2 separate regions of the Camelus bactrianus genome follow, and region 1 is linked to region 2. The links are chromatin contacts, called in public Hi-C maps. All regions are on one chromosome and are shown on one strand. The core of a region is the stretch at or near the end of the contact, and the rest is flanking DNA. Distances in the headings are between cores, read along the strand shown.

Evidence for each region. Hi-C and Micro-C count contacts between places; a contact is called where the count stands out from the background.
Region 1: a contact with region 2 is called in a Hi-C map of liver, with 4 times the contacts expected there. The contact joins the promoter of STAMBP here to the promoter of BOLA3 in region 2. A contact is called at or near these places in 2 of 2 Hi-C or Micro-C datasets (blood and liver).

What each region holds. Positions count from the first base shown.
Region 1 is chr15:67,793,807-67,799,855 of ASM4877302v1, forward strand. It overlaps STAMBP (STAM binding protein), which reads right to left and starts at 2,828. Exons shown (of 11, transcript XR_012499027.1): 1 at 2,718-2,828; 2 at 539-756.
Region 2 is chr15:67,536,956-67,543,001 of ASM4877302v1, forward strand. BOLA3 (bolA family member 3) reads left to right here and starts at 2,914. Exons shown (of 4, transcript XM_074341349.1): 1 at 2,914-3,069; 2 at 5,197-5,320. The coding sequence starts at 3,016. LOC123616138 (a long non-coding RNA gene) reads right to left here and starts at 3,513. Exons shown (of 2, transcript XR_012499021.1): 1 at 3,375-3,513; 2 at 1,467-3,238.

The DNA of each region.
Region 1 (6,049 bases), core at 1,578-4,077, 260 kb after region 2:
GCTAAGCAACTCAAAAAAAAGGTTTTATGGTGAGCTACACAAACTGTAGGTGGTCAATACTTATTTGATGATTTGCATGATTATGATTAAGGTTAAGAAGAAAACGCTTTTTCCTGAATCACTCAGTTTGCTACAAAATAAGCAGAGGTGAGGGATTTTGGCTCTGCTAAACCTCAACAATAATCCTAAGATTGGCTGCCTAAATAGAGAAAGGACAGGAAAAACACTCATCAACACAAAACATGCATAGTTTAAACACCAACTTTCTTGCCTAACAGCTGGGCCATGTGGGACAGGCCAAAGAGCTAGGTCTCTTACTCATGAAATGACTGAGTCATGAAAACAACACTTTCAATACTCATGTCTTTGAATGTCAAGGACAGCTAACGTGTAGGAGCTGCCAGCAACAATGATTAATGATGATGATGTTGTAAAGTTCTCTAGTTTTAGCAATTCTGAGCAGAAATAAATGAGCACAAGAACAGAATGAGTGAGGCATCAGTCACCGGAAAAACAGAGGAAACTGGGAGTGTCTTACGTGATATACTTGTTATAGAGGATGAAGGCATGTTCAATGTTGCCTTCCTCACAGTAAATGGACGCCATTCGGATAATCTCGACTCCAGAGCGGAAGTACCGTCGGGGTGGAATGTCTTCATTTACCTCCACTGCACTACCTATCTGGGAGAGAGCCCTCACCCGGTCTTCGGGTGGGAGGCTCACATCTCCATGGTCAGACATCAGGACCAAGAAGTTCTGAAACAGAAAAAACAGATGGCATCAACACCAAAGCCCCATCATCCCAGCACAGCCTAGTACAGTGTTTATCCCACAAACCTCTACCTTACGAAGAAATTAAGAGAATACCATGTGTTGTGGCTCATATTAAGTAAGATTTCTTTCCCTTGAGAAGCCTGAGCCCCTCAAGGAAGCCCGTATCACAATCATAAAAGGCTTGGCACACACGCAAAAACCCATAATCCCTGTGCCATAATTCGGTGGTACAAAGAGTGTAACTATGAGCTACAAGGGGTTCAGCTCTACCCTTTGTGTTAATCACTCCCTGTCATTAGGTGGCCCTGCCCTGGGCATCATAAAAAGAGGGACAGTATCTTATATTTTTTTCACTACTTCTCCTCCCAGCTACCAACTTCCATCCACCTCAGTACCTGACAGAGTATATGCAATGAACTTTCATGATGATTGTTAAATGACTTCAAGTTTCATCATGTTAATTTAATCTGAGAGTAACTGACGTTTCTCTGTATTTTCTCACACTTGAGCACAAGGTTAGTTGGGGAACTGATGTGGGAATGAATGCTCATAAACCTAACTCTGCTCAAGAAACCACTCTTCTAGTCAATCTACAACATCATTCATCATTTCAGGGCAAGGAATTCAGAGCTAGAAAACATTTACTGAAATTTATCTTCAAAGACTAAGCACTCTTTGAATAACAAAAGGACACAAAGGTAACTTGAAATGCAAAAAACAAACCAACAAAAAACCTGGGAGTTTCCCTCCCCCCTCCCCGAGTCTCAGTAATTCTACAATCTTTCTTGATATTGTTGCTGTTAGAATCAGATTCCAACTTTTAATCAGGTATCACTCTACATCATTTCCAAAAAGAATCCGAGTATTTAAGGGAGGAGGGTATAGCTCAGTGGTAGCGTGCATGCTAAGCATGCACTAGGTCCTAGGTTCAATCCCCAGTACCTCCATTAAAAAAATAAATAAACAAACCTAATAACTACCTACCCCCCACAAAAAAAAATTTTTTTTTTAAATCTGGGTATTTGATTACATTACACTGAATTACAGCACACCCTAACCAGCATGCTGTAGAAAACACAAGCTGTCGTAGATTTTGGAATTCAAGGCCCTGTGTCAGCTGGCCCCGTTTTGTCCTTCCAATCTTAAAACCTTACTAGTTCCCCGCTGAGATGTTTTTCTTCAGTCAGGATTGTTACCTGCCCAGAAATCCTCACATTTCAGTTTCATTGTCTACCCGCTGTTTTTGCTTTCCATTCCAACTCCTCCCTCAGAGATGGTCTTCTCTGGGCCAATTCCATCTCTAGGTCACACTTCCCTCCACCAAGTGTCTTCTCAAACACCCTCACTAGAGTGCAAAAGCTCTGAGGACTACCAGAGATGTAACGACACTTCATCTCCTGCAGGAGCCTTTTCAGGGACTCAGAAAGCGGCTAGCATATCTAAAACCTCCCTAAGTTGCTTATTTAGTAAACTGAGGGCAGAGCCCATCAAAGCTAACTGAAGCATACATAGAAAGCTTGTTGTTGCTTCTCAGTACCTCCCGGGAGACGATGATCTTTTGGTCAAGAATGCAACCCCCTCCCGAGGCCAGCAAGCGATGCCCGGGACTACAGGGCTGAGCAACACTCCAGAGAGGGGAGGCAGCATCCGCAAAAAAGGGGAGAAGGTGGGAAAGATGAGGCGAAAGGAAGTAGCAGCAATAAGCGAAAGGGGCGTATACAGCGGAGAGGGATCTCTGGGAAACTGCGTGAGGCCCCCTTCTCAAAGGCACGCAAAGCCCAAGTTGTTAACACCGGGCAAAATTATCGAAGGTTTTCGGGTCTTTTGCGTGAGGTAGTTGGGGCCGCGCCGGCCCGGCTGGGGACGGGAGCCGGCAGGGGCCTCGCGCGCGGCGAGCCGGGCAGGAGGCGCGGGAAGGAGAAGGCCGCAGGCCCCACACTCACGGCGGCCGCTCGCCGTCACAGTCCGACCACCCTCAGCGTCCCCGGCGCCACCACACTCCAGGGACCCTTTCCCACCTGTCCCCGCGGACGACACCCGGAGCTTCCGGAAACGTCACGTCCGGCGCCCGCCCCGCCCCCTCCCTCTAATAGTAAAGAACTGAGGACCCCTGGCGGCGGCTGGTGGGCGGGGCTAGAGCTGCCACCTGCTGTGGGTGGGTGGGAACCACCAATGAGGAGCGAGCTGGGCGCGGCCATTTTGGTAAAGGAAGATCAACGAGAAAGAAGTGGGAAGCAGGTGGGCAGAGGATCCGATGTCCAAGCTAACTTGTTTTTAGATTAGTACAGACACAGTAAACGGATCAGGACATTCCTTCCATGCGAAAGTCTACCCAAGTTGTAATAAACATCCCTTAGAAAAGCCTCAAAAGTGTGCCATCAGATAAAATCTACCACATAAATCATACATTTATTCGAATTAGTCTCTGGTAACGTCCATGCTTACCCCATGTCCTCACATTTATGGGTGCGTTAAATGTTTACGTTGTTACAGAACCAAACTTGGGTCCATTTGCCTGCCCAGTAAAGCCAATCTACTGACATAAGGTTGTGGGGAAGGAAAGTGCAGCCTTTGCTGCAGGGAGCCAAGCAAGTCTCCTGCTCCATTGCATTAGGTTATGTCAGTCCTAAAAGCTACCTTGTCCCAGTTCTTGGCAGAAAACTGTATGAACTTTACCAAAATTGGTTGCATGTTGATCTCTATCCCCAGAAGCCTATCGATGTCCTATATACACTACTAAGAATGTATGAATAAATATCATTGGAAAACCACGAGGTAAGTTGTGTTTTTAGTTTTATTTTTATTGCTAAATACATATTCTCAGGTCTTATCTATGTGGAAATTTGCATACTCTGAATTTTCATTCACTTATTTTTTTAGAAATTACTCAACTCTCAGTGCTTCATTTCACCTTAATTTTGTGCACTGCCACATTCAAAAACTCAATGTCCAGTTCTGTTTTAAACCTTTGTGGCCAGAGAGGTAGGCCACATTGGACTCATTGGCTGTTAGGGTCCATTCTGGTTAGTGGCAAGGTTTTCAGAGGAGAAGCATTTGGGGAGATGAGCAGTCATTCTAGCGGTTTCCACTAGTAGGATCTAAAAGTAAATTTCATGTTGTAAACTTTAGCACACCACTTTAGCCTCTCAAGTTCTTTTTTTGGATACTGGTTAAATCATTAACCTTTTTTTTTAGCGTTATATTGCAACAAAATTTTACCTGTAAATTTGAAAAGCATGTTTTCTATAATTATTTCCTTTTCAAACCGAAAGATGTTCAAAGCTTCATTAAAGAAAGATTTCTGCAGCTTGCCACCAGAGATTTCTCTGTTTTCATGGGTTAACATTCTGTTGAGATTATAGAATTTGAGATTACCATCACATAGAAGCAGGTGCACATTTGTTTTAGGTTAGCAATGTTAGTTCTTGGTCATCATGATATTCATTAAATGTTTTAACATTTATAACCTATTTCAATACCTAATCTGAAGTTTATTTAAAATGACATTTGAATTTGTCCCTTGCCTCAATGTATGCAGCCTTATAATGTTTTAAAAATATTAGTAGACTATTTAGCATTGTCTGGAAATATTATATCAATATGCATGTGTTCTCAACCACTAAATAAATCAATGAATTTGCTTGCTTTTGATTGCTGCAAAAATTTCAAGTATTTTTCTACACATGATATTTCATAAATGAATGTGCTTGACAAGTGTTAAACTCTTTAAAGCTGAAATTCAAACCCATTTGCTTTGGAGTCTGATTTGCATTACCCCATAATTTAATTGTGTTGTTCTATTGCTTTCCAGAAGAGTATCTACAATTTCTTTAAACTCTAAAAATAGTTACCGTAATAAAAAAGTGATCTGCCTTACTGTATTGTTAACTTAAAGTTTTGAATCTTATGAAAGAAATACTATTTTGATTTTGGTTAGGGGTTTCCTGGCAGATAGCCCCTCTATCACACTCACATAAATCCAGCATTCAAAGAGGGATTGCTAATGTGACTATCTGGGTAAACTTGCCAAGTTTTCTAAATCAGGGAAAAGAAAACTTCTTCTGAGAATTTCAGCTTGTTTGTGTTACTTTCTACACAAAACTGATGGCCTGAGTTATTACAGAATTGCTTTTTTTTTTTTTTATTTTGGCTAGGAAAGAACATAAGACTAACTTTTTAATGTCACACCACCAATAAAAAAAATATTGAAAATGAGTGTTTTATCTCACAGGGTCAAAGTGCAAAGCAATGGGGACACAAATATCTGTATGACACAGTTTCTGCCCCTGCAACCAGGACAAGGTGGTTATTGACACCAAATAGAGAATGGCATGAATACATGCACAGCCTCTTTCCAAAAAGGTCCTGCAAGACTGCTAGTCATTCTGTCTCAGGAAACTTTGTATATCAGCAATCTGAACCTTTATGCTTTGGTTTAAAAGTTCAACTCTGGGCACATTTTAACCTCCAAATTTTAGAAGCCTTCCTGTAAGTTTGTTGGTATAATGACATGACCTATCCTTCAAGGTCTAGCTTAAAGCCCCTGCATGGTGTTACCTCCTCCACCAGGCCAGTGTCCAGATCTCTAATTTCTCTCACTTTCTGTTGTGTATATTTCTCTTGGATTTCCCTGGAGTGATTCTGTGTGGGCATTGGGAAGCACTTATCAGATTCTTTCTCCACTACAAGCATAAATATGCATGTCAGTACTAGGATCCTCTAGAAGGGGAGGAATGAAAGCCTTTTCTGACTTGCTCAGAGCTCTATACCCAGTGCCCAGAACAGCTTGGGACCCCAGATGACACTCAGTGAAGATCATTGGATGTTCAAATGTTGTTATATAAATGCTGACCCTAAAATGAATTTCAGGGATGGATAGCCAATCATGGTGATAACTGAGATGAACAATGAAGAACAGTGGCCATTATGCTCTTGGGACCAAATCTTCTTTACAGGACAGTAGAACGAGGAGCAGAATGTTCCAAAGCTAGGTGCCTTCATTCAATGAGCAAATTTTTATTAAGTACCTGTCGTGTTCATAGATCTATGTCAGGCCATGAGTCTACAATAATGAAAAGAAAAACTCAGTTTCTGTTGTTTGAAGACCCTCGTAGACTAGGGCTGAGAGTCATCAGAAGGAAAACAATCTTTTTAAATTTTTTTCCTTTTTCAGTTTTATTAGATTGAATTGTTACAATTTGACAGCACATATACAATGTATTGCATGTAAATACATATACACAGTATACTGCACATGTTTTTTAATTTTGCATAT
Region 2 (6,046 bases), core at 1,664-4,163:
CCTGGGGAAGACAAGGCTTGAACTGGCTTGAAAAATGGGTAGTTACTGCATAAGCAAAATTGTTGCATAGTTTGTCCAAGGAAGTGGAAGCAGTCTAGTATTAGCTAAGGGTACATTTCAGTTGGAAAGGTAGATAGGCGGTTTGATCATAGGAAGATCTTGGATTTTTACCTGTAGGTGATGATAAGGCTGAAGGATTTTAGAGAAGGAAATAAAGGACAAGTGTTCATTTCAGATGGCTCTGATGGCAGTGTGGAAAACTGAGGATAAGAGGGGAATACCAAAGCAGAGTGATGGTCCAAAATAGCAATGTGAGCTGCTGTTAAATTATGGGGATGAAGGCTGGAGATTAGCAAAAATACTTTCAATAAAGGAAAGGAGAAATTTTGCAAATACAAATCAGTGAGTTTAACATTGGTCTCTTAGTTACAAATAACAAAACCAACTAAAATGACTTAAGCTCTCATTTCTGGCACTGCTTGTTTCCAGTTGCATAAAGGATGTCAAATATGTCTCCTCTCAGCTCTCCTTTCGTCTGTCTGCTTCATGTCCAAAGTGGCACTGCCCACGTGATTGCAAAGATGGTTGCCAAGAGTAGGCTTTCTACCAGTTTAGCAATCCAGTGGCAAGTAATCCTTTATGTTCCTTAGTTCTGGGCAAGTCCCTAGACCAGCTCCCTTTAGTCTGGCTCAGATCATGTGACCAGCCCTAAGCCAGTCTGGTCAGACCCGGGTCATGTGACCACTCCTAGAGGTGGCAAGGGGGTCTGCCTCATTTGAACCACGTGGTCTGAGTAGCAGAAGTGGTTGCCACTGTAGACTAGAAAAAGTTATTTTGGCAGTTTTAGTTAGATGTGTGAAGAAAAATGAAAGATGAGCAATTCATCCCTAATCCCACCATCCGTAATTTTTAAGGACTCAAGCAAAAAATGTGCCAGAGGAAAAATTCTTAGAGTTAAAACAGTAAAAAGACAAAATTGAACTGAGCGAATTTTAAAGATCTAATTGGTTTTATTGAATGATCCGTGATTCAGGCAACAGCCAAAGGACTACAGAAAGGGAAAGGTTTTTAAAGGCAAGATAAGGAAGTCAAAAAAGATTATTTTAGGTGTAGGTAACCTACCTATGGGGAATGGGAGGAGTCTGTATGACAGATTACTTCATTGGTGTTGACCAGAAAATTCCTGACCAACCAGTTAAGACTGCATTTCTGGCAGAGGTTGAAATTTTAATTGCGTTACATATTAAGCCCGTTTGGTGGTGTGGCCTAGCATAACTGACTCCATTTGGGGCCTGCAGTTTTCTTTTTAGTCATATGAATCACTCGACTGGTACTGGAATGAATGAGCGTATTTTTGGCTGATCAGTTTGAAGAACAACTGTAGGTCTATCCAACTGTAGGTCTGTCCAACTGTTACCTGAAAACAGGGTTTGCCTCTTGGTGTCAAGCCAAATGATACATCCAAGTCAAAGAGCAGGAGAAGGAAGGATTTATTACAGCAAGTAAGAAAACACTGGGGATATTTCCTAAAGCAGTGTCTCCTGGAAAAGCAAAATTGAGGAATTTTTAAGCCAAGGGTACATGCATATTCATGTGGGGGTGGAGCAGACAAGAATTCAGTCTAGAGTTGGGGCAAAGGTTGACAGAGTCCAAGTTTTAGTTGATTGGAGTCACGAGGCTCAAGAAAGGTCAAAACCATCATTCCTTAAGTACAGCTGATCTTGTGACTGACTGCTGGAGTGGGGCAGGGTGAGGGTGAGGGGCTTGAATTCTGCAAATCACCTCAAGAGCATAATCCAGGCTAATCTTTACCAACAGTTATTATCTTTGCCATTGTTACTTCTCTTGCCTGGTAACAGTCATTTGTTCCTGCATTCTTTTGTTTCCTTAAGACCATTAATTACTGAGACCTGTTTAAAGGCAAGCGTTGTGGCCAGGCTTAGATCACAAAATGACCTGGGCCAGAAATGGCTTATCTTTTGCTTGACAAAGCCATGCTTGATTCTCTTCTACTGTATTTGCTTACACAACCCACCCAAGTGCAACACTGAACATATTGATTTTATAGGCCAGAATGCAATAGCAAAAAGAGCTGGTACATGCTTCAGGGTATACTAGACCACATGCTGCAAACAAATGCTGCCAAAGAAAAGGCTTGGTTGAATTCTGGCTTTGACAACTGTCTGAAGTATTCCAGAGGCAGGACAGGTTTGCCCACAACCTTACCTGTCCCTGATGGTGTCAGTTTCCACTGCGTTCTCAAGACTCCAAGGTCTGTGGCTCCAGCCTCCGCCTCTGCTGGGCCATGTCCTGCAGACGTCTTAAGTTCAGGCAAATCCAAAACGGAGTGAGTGAACCCCCTTCACTCCAAACCTAGCCTGACTCTCCCAATTTCACTGTCCAAGCCGGCAAGCCGAGAGTCATCCCTGACACCATCCCCTCACCCGCCAATGCGGTCACGCCAGTCCAGTCACCTCCCAGGTGTCTCAATCCACTCCTATCCTTGGCGTCATTCCTTCAGTTCCGGCTTCAAGTCTCACCTGGACCGTTGCAATAGCCTCGGGACTTCAGTCCTCATCTCCAGTTTTCAGCTCCCTGCTGTCTCCGCTTATCGCAGGAGCCAGAGTGATCTTTCTAACATGCAAATCTGAAAACGACTCCCCTCCTTAAGGTTCTTCCCTGGCTCCCTCCTGGAGGGAGAAAGCCAGGCGCCTCAGTTGAGCAGCCGGTTGCCGGGTGTGGAGTGGGAATGGAGGCGTTCCATCTAGGGCCTGGGTTGAGTACTTCGGACAGGCTTCCAGGCGGAGGAGGAAGGACCCGCCCGGACCGAGGCCTGGGAGGCAACAGAAGCCCCGGGGTGTGAGCTGGGGCTGAGGGCGGGGCCCTGAGCTGGCCGGGCGACTCGCGGCCTCCGGACGACAGGGGGCGGCCTCGCCGGCGGCGGCTCTGGTCCCGGGGCTCCGCGCCTTTTAGGACCACAGCGGCGACCTCGGGCGGCGGGCGCGTCGGCCGGGCATGGCGGCGTGGAGCCCGGCCGCGGCGGCGCCTCTACTCCGCGGGACCCGCGGGGTGAGCGCGGGCGGGGACCGGGCTGCTTTCCCCGGGCGGGAGCGGCGCGGGCCGGCCGCGGGGCCGGGGCTGCAGAACGCGCTCGCGGAGGGCGGCGCGCCGGGCCGGGGCTTCCCCTGCCTTTCTCTCTCAGTCATTCATTCGTCGGTTCGTCATTCTGGGGGTCCGGCTGCGGGCGTTCGGAGAAGTGTCAGGCCCGGCGCGCGCTGGGGGAGCTCGCGAACCGGGTTGGGGGTGGAGGGCGAGGGGAGCAGACAAGGAAACAGTCACAACACAGCGGGCGCGGGAAGGCAGCGCTGACTTACCGATCCGAAGACGTGGGAGTCAGAGCCCGGAGTCGCGGCGTGCGTGCCGGGGACTGTGGCTGGGGCGCGGCTCCGGAGCGTCCGCCCGGCTTCTGTGACCTTGACCCTCCCCAAATCCCACACTCCCGGAGTAGGAGGCCAGCAGAGGGCACTCACTGCGCGCTCTCTCCTCCTTTCTGATGCATCCTTTTCCTGCCTTCATCCACTTCTTTGGCTTTCCGCTCACGTCCCGCCTTCTCTGGGACCTGCCTCTGCAAGCATGAAGAGCAGTTCTGCTGGTGACTTTCAGCGTGGACAGTCGGCACTCCGGAGATTTTTGTCAATAGATTGCTAGTTCAAGGCCGCTGCCTGCAAATCAGCTAAGATGAGAGAAGGCTTTCCCCGAGGAGTCAACGGTGCTACCACCCTCACCCCTTAGTGATTGCTGCTTCTGCCTGCCACCTGGCTACCCTCTGCCTTTGCCCTCCAGGGCCCTGTCTTCAGAAGAGGTCCCACTTCCCTCCTCAGTCTTACACAGGCCCACAACATAAAGTTTCTGTCCCTCTGTACAGCACTGTCTCCCTCCAGATCTTTCTCCTGACCTGCATTTCAGCTGCCCCTGGAATCGGGACTTATTTGCGGGTTCACAGTAGGTATGCCCTGAATATGTGGTTCTTTCCCTGCTCATCCATCCATCCATCCATCACCGGAGTCCTCCTGAGTGCCTGCCCTGGCTCAGCTCTGGAAGACCACAGTAACAGGACAGGCTCAGTCTTGGCCTCTGAAGACTGGTTGGCAAAGAGTTAGTGCGCAGGTGACTTTAAAAAAAGTGCTCCGAGAGTCTGTGACACAGGTCCTGGTCTGGGCCGTCAGGAAAGGCCTGCGGATGGGCAGCACTGAGCGGGTGAAGGCACGGTACCTTCGGCACCAGCGCTTAATGAACAGCGCTCCACCCACCATCCTCCTTCAGTCACTTCCTTTGTAATGCTTCTCTCATCTGGTCATCTTTCCTGACTAGCTTCAAAAGGTACTGTTACTTGGGCACCAAGGAGCCTGTCTAACAAAGTCCAAAATCTTTGGCCTGACATTCAAGGCCTGCCATGCTCTGTTTTCAGTCTTGCTTTTCAGCATGTGCTCAACCCAGCCAAGGGGCCTCCGACTGGTTTTCTGCTCCTTCACCCCTAAGTGTTGAGACACATTCCCATCAGAAGCACTGGCTCCTTATGGCAGACACTGGGAGAGGGGAGAGTGTTGCAGCCAATGGTGAATAATCTAAAAATGTTTATCCTTCAGGTTTCTTTACTAGAGTTCTGTCTCTTCTCCCCAGTAGAGTTGCAAAGGGTAGCTGGCTCGCTGAGCAGTAGGTCACAGGGTTACATCCCCGCTGGAGAGAGTGTGGAATGTTAATCAGGCCTAAAGGATGGGTGACATCTGGCCCCATCAGTGCATAGGCAGTGGCACACTGGCCTAGCGGGGCAAGCCTGAGCCGGGATGCCCAGCCTCTCCTGGCTCTGCATCTTGCTAACGGATCCAGCCTTGGGCACATTACCAGTGCTTCAGTTTCCTCACTTATAAAATTGCCATCACATGATAGTGTCTCTCTCACAACATGACCATGAGGAGTTAAACATCTCTTGAATTCAGTTTGGGGCCTTATTGTCTCGAGTCAGAAGTGAGTTATTTACAGTTCCACTCCCCTCTCAAAAAGAAGTTTATTCCATATCCTGGGGAGCTTAAATGGACATGGGTCACCAGGCAGTCCCTCTGACTTGGTCCAGGGCCCTGCCTTGCAGGGGGCGGGCAGGCGGGTCCTGCGCAGTGACTCGCCTCTGTTCTGTGACAGCTTCCTCTTCTCCACTGTGCCAAGCGGATGTTTGCCTCGCAGACCGAGGGGGAGCTCAAGGTGACCCAAATTCTCAAAGAAAAGTTTCCTCGAGCTACAGCTATCAAAGTCACCGACATTTCAGGTAAGGCTCTCTCATCTTTCCCACGGAGTCTGGTAGGATTTTACTGCTGGATGGGCAGAGGGCAGGGGGCTCAGGGGAAACTTGCCATCAGTGGCTTCTCAGCTTGTGTAGCTTTTGGACAGATAGAATTCAGCCCCTCCCACCTGATGGAGTGGAGGTGGGGGTGTCAAAACATCAGAGGGAAACTGGGGACAAGGCTCAGCTGTGAGGACTCATGGTTACCAGTCAGGCCCAGCTCAGATGGGGTCCCTGTCAGTCACCCTGGGTCCACAGGTCCACAATCTTTAATTTGACTTCAAGATAAGCCTTAAATTTCCCCGCATTCTTCTGACACCTTAGAATGTCAGAGTTGGAACAGACCCCAGGAAGATTTTGTTCTTTTGAGGAACACAGTTGCCTCATTTTCCCCATGAGGAGATGACCCCAGAGAGTCCCAAGAACCTGGCCAGCCCCTCATGAGGAGGAGGCAGCAGAACCAGGACCCAGGACAGACTCTGTCCTGAGCCCAGTTACCAGCCACAACCAGGTCCTGCCTTTCCCAAATGGCTGCTGGCCCCTCAGAAGTTCAGGCTGACTCTGAGTTAGGAGTAGGCTGGGAAGTCAGCTTCTGCACCCACAGGTTGGAGAAGATAAGGCCCTTATCTAGACTCATATGGAACTGCTGGCCAGTGGTGGCGAGGTGGGCATCCACCTGCATCTCTCCCCACCCAGACGCGGTCTTTGTCA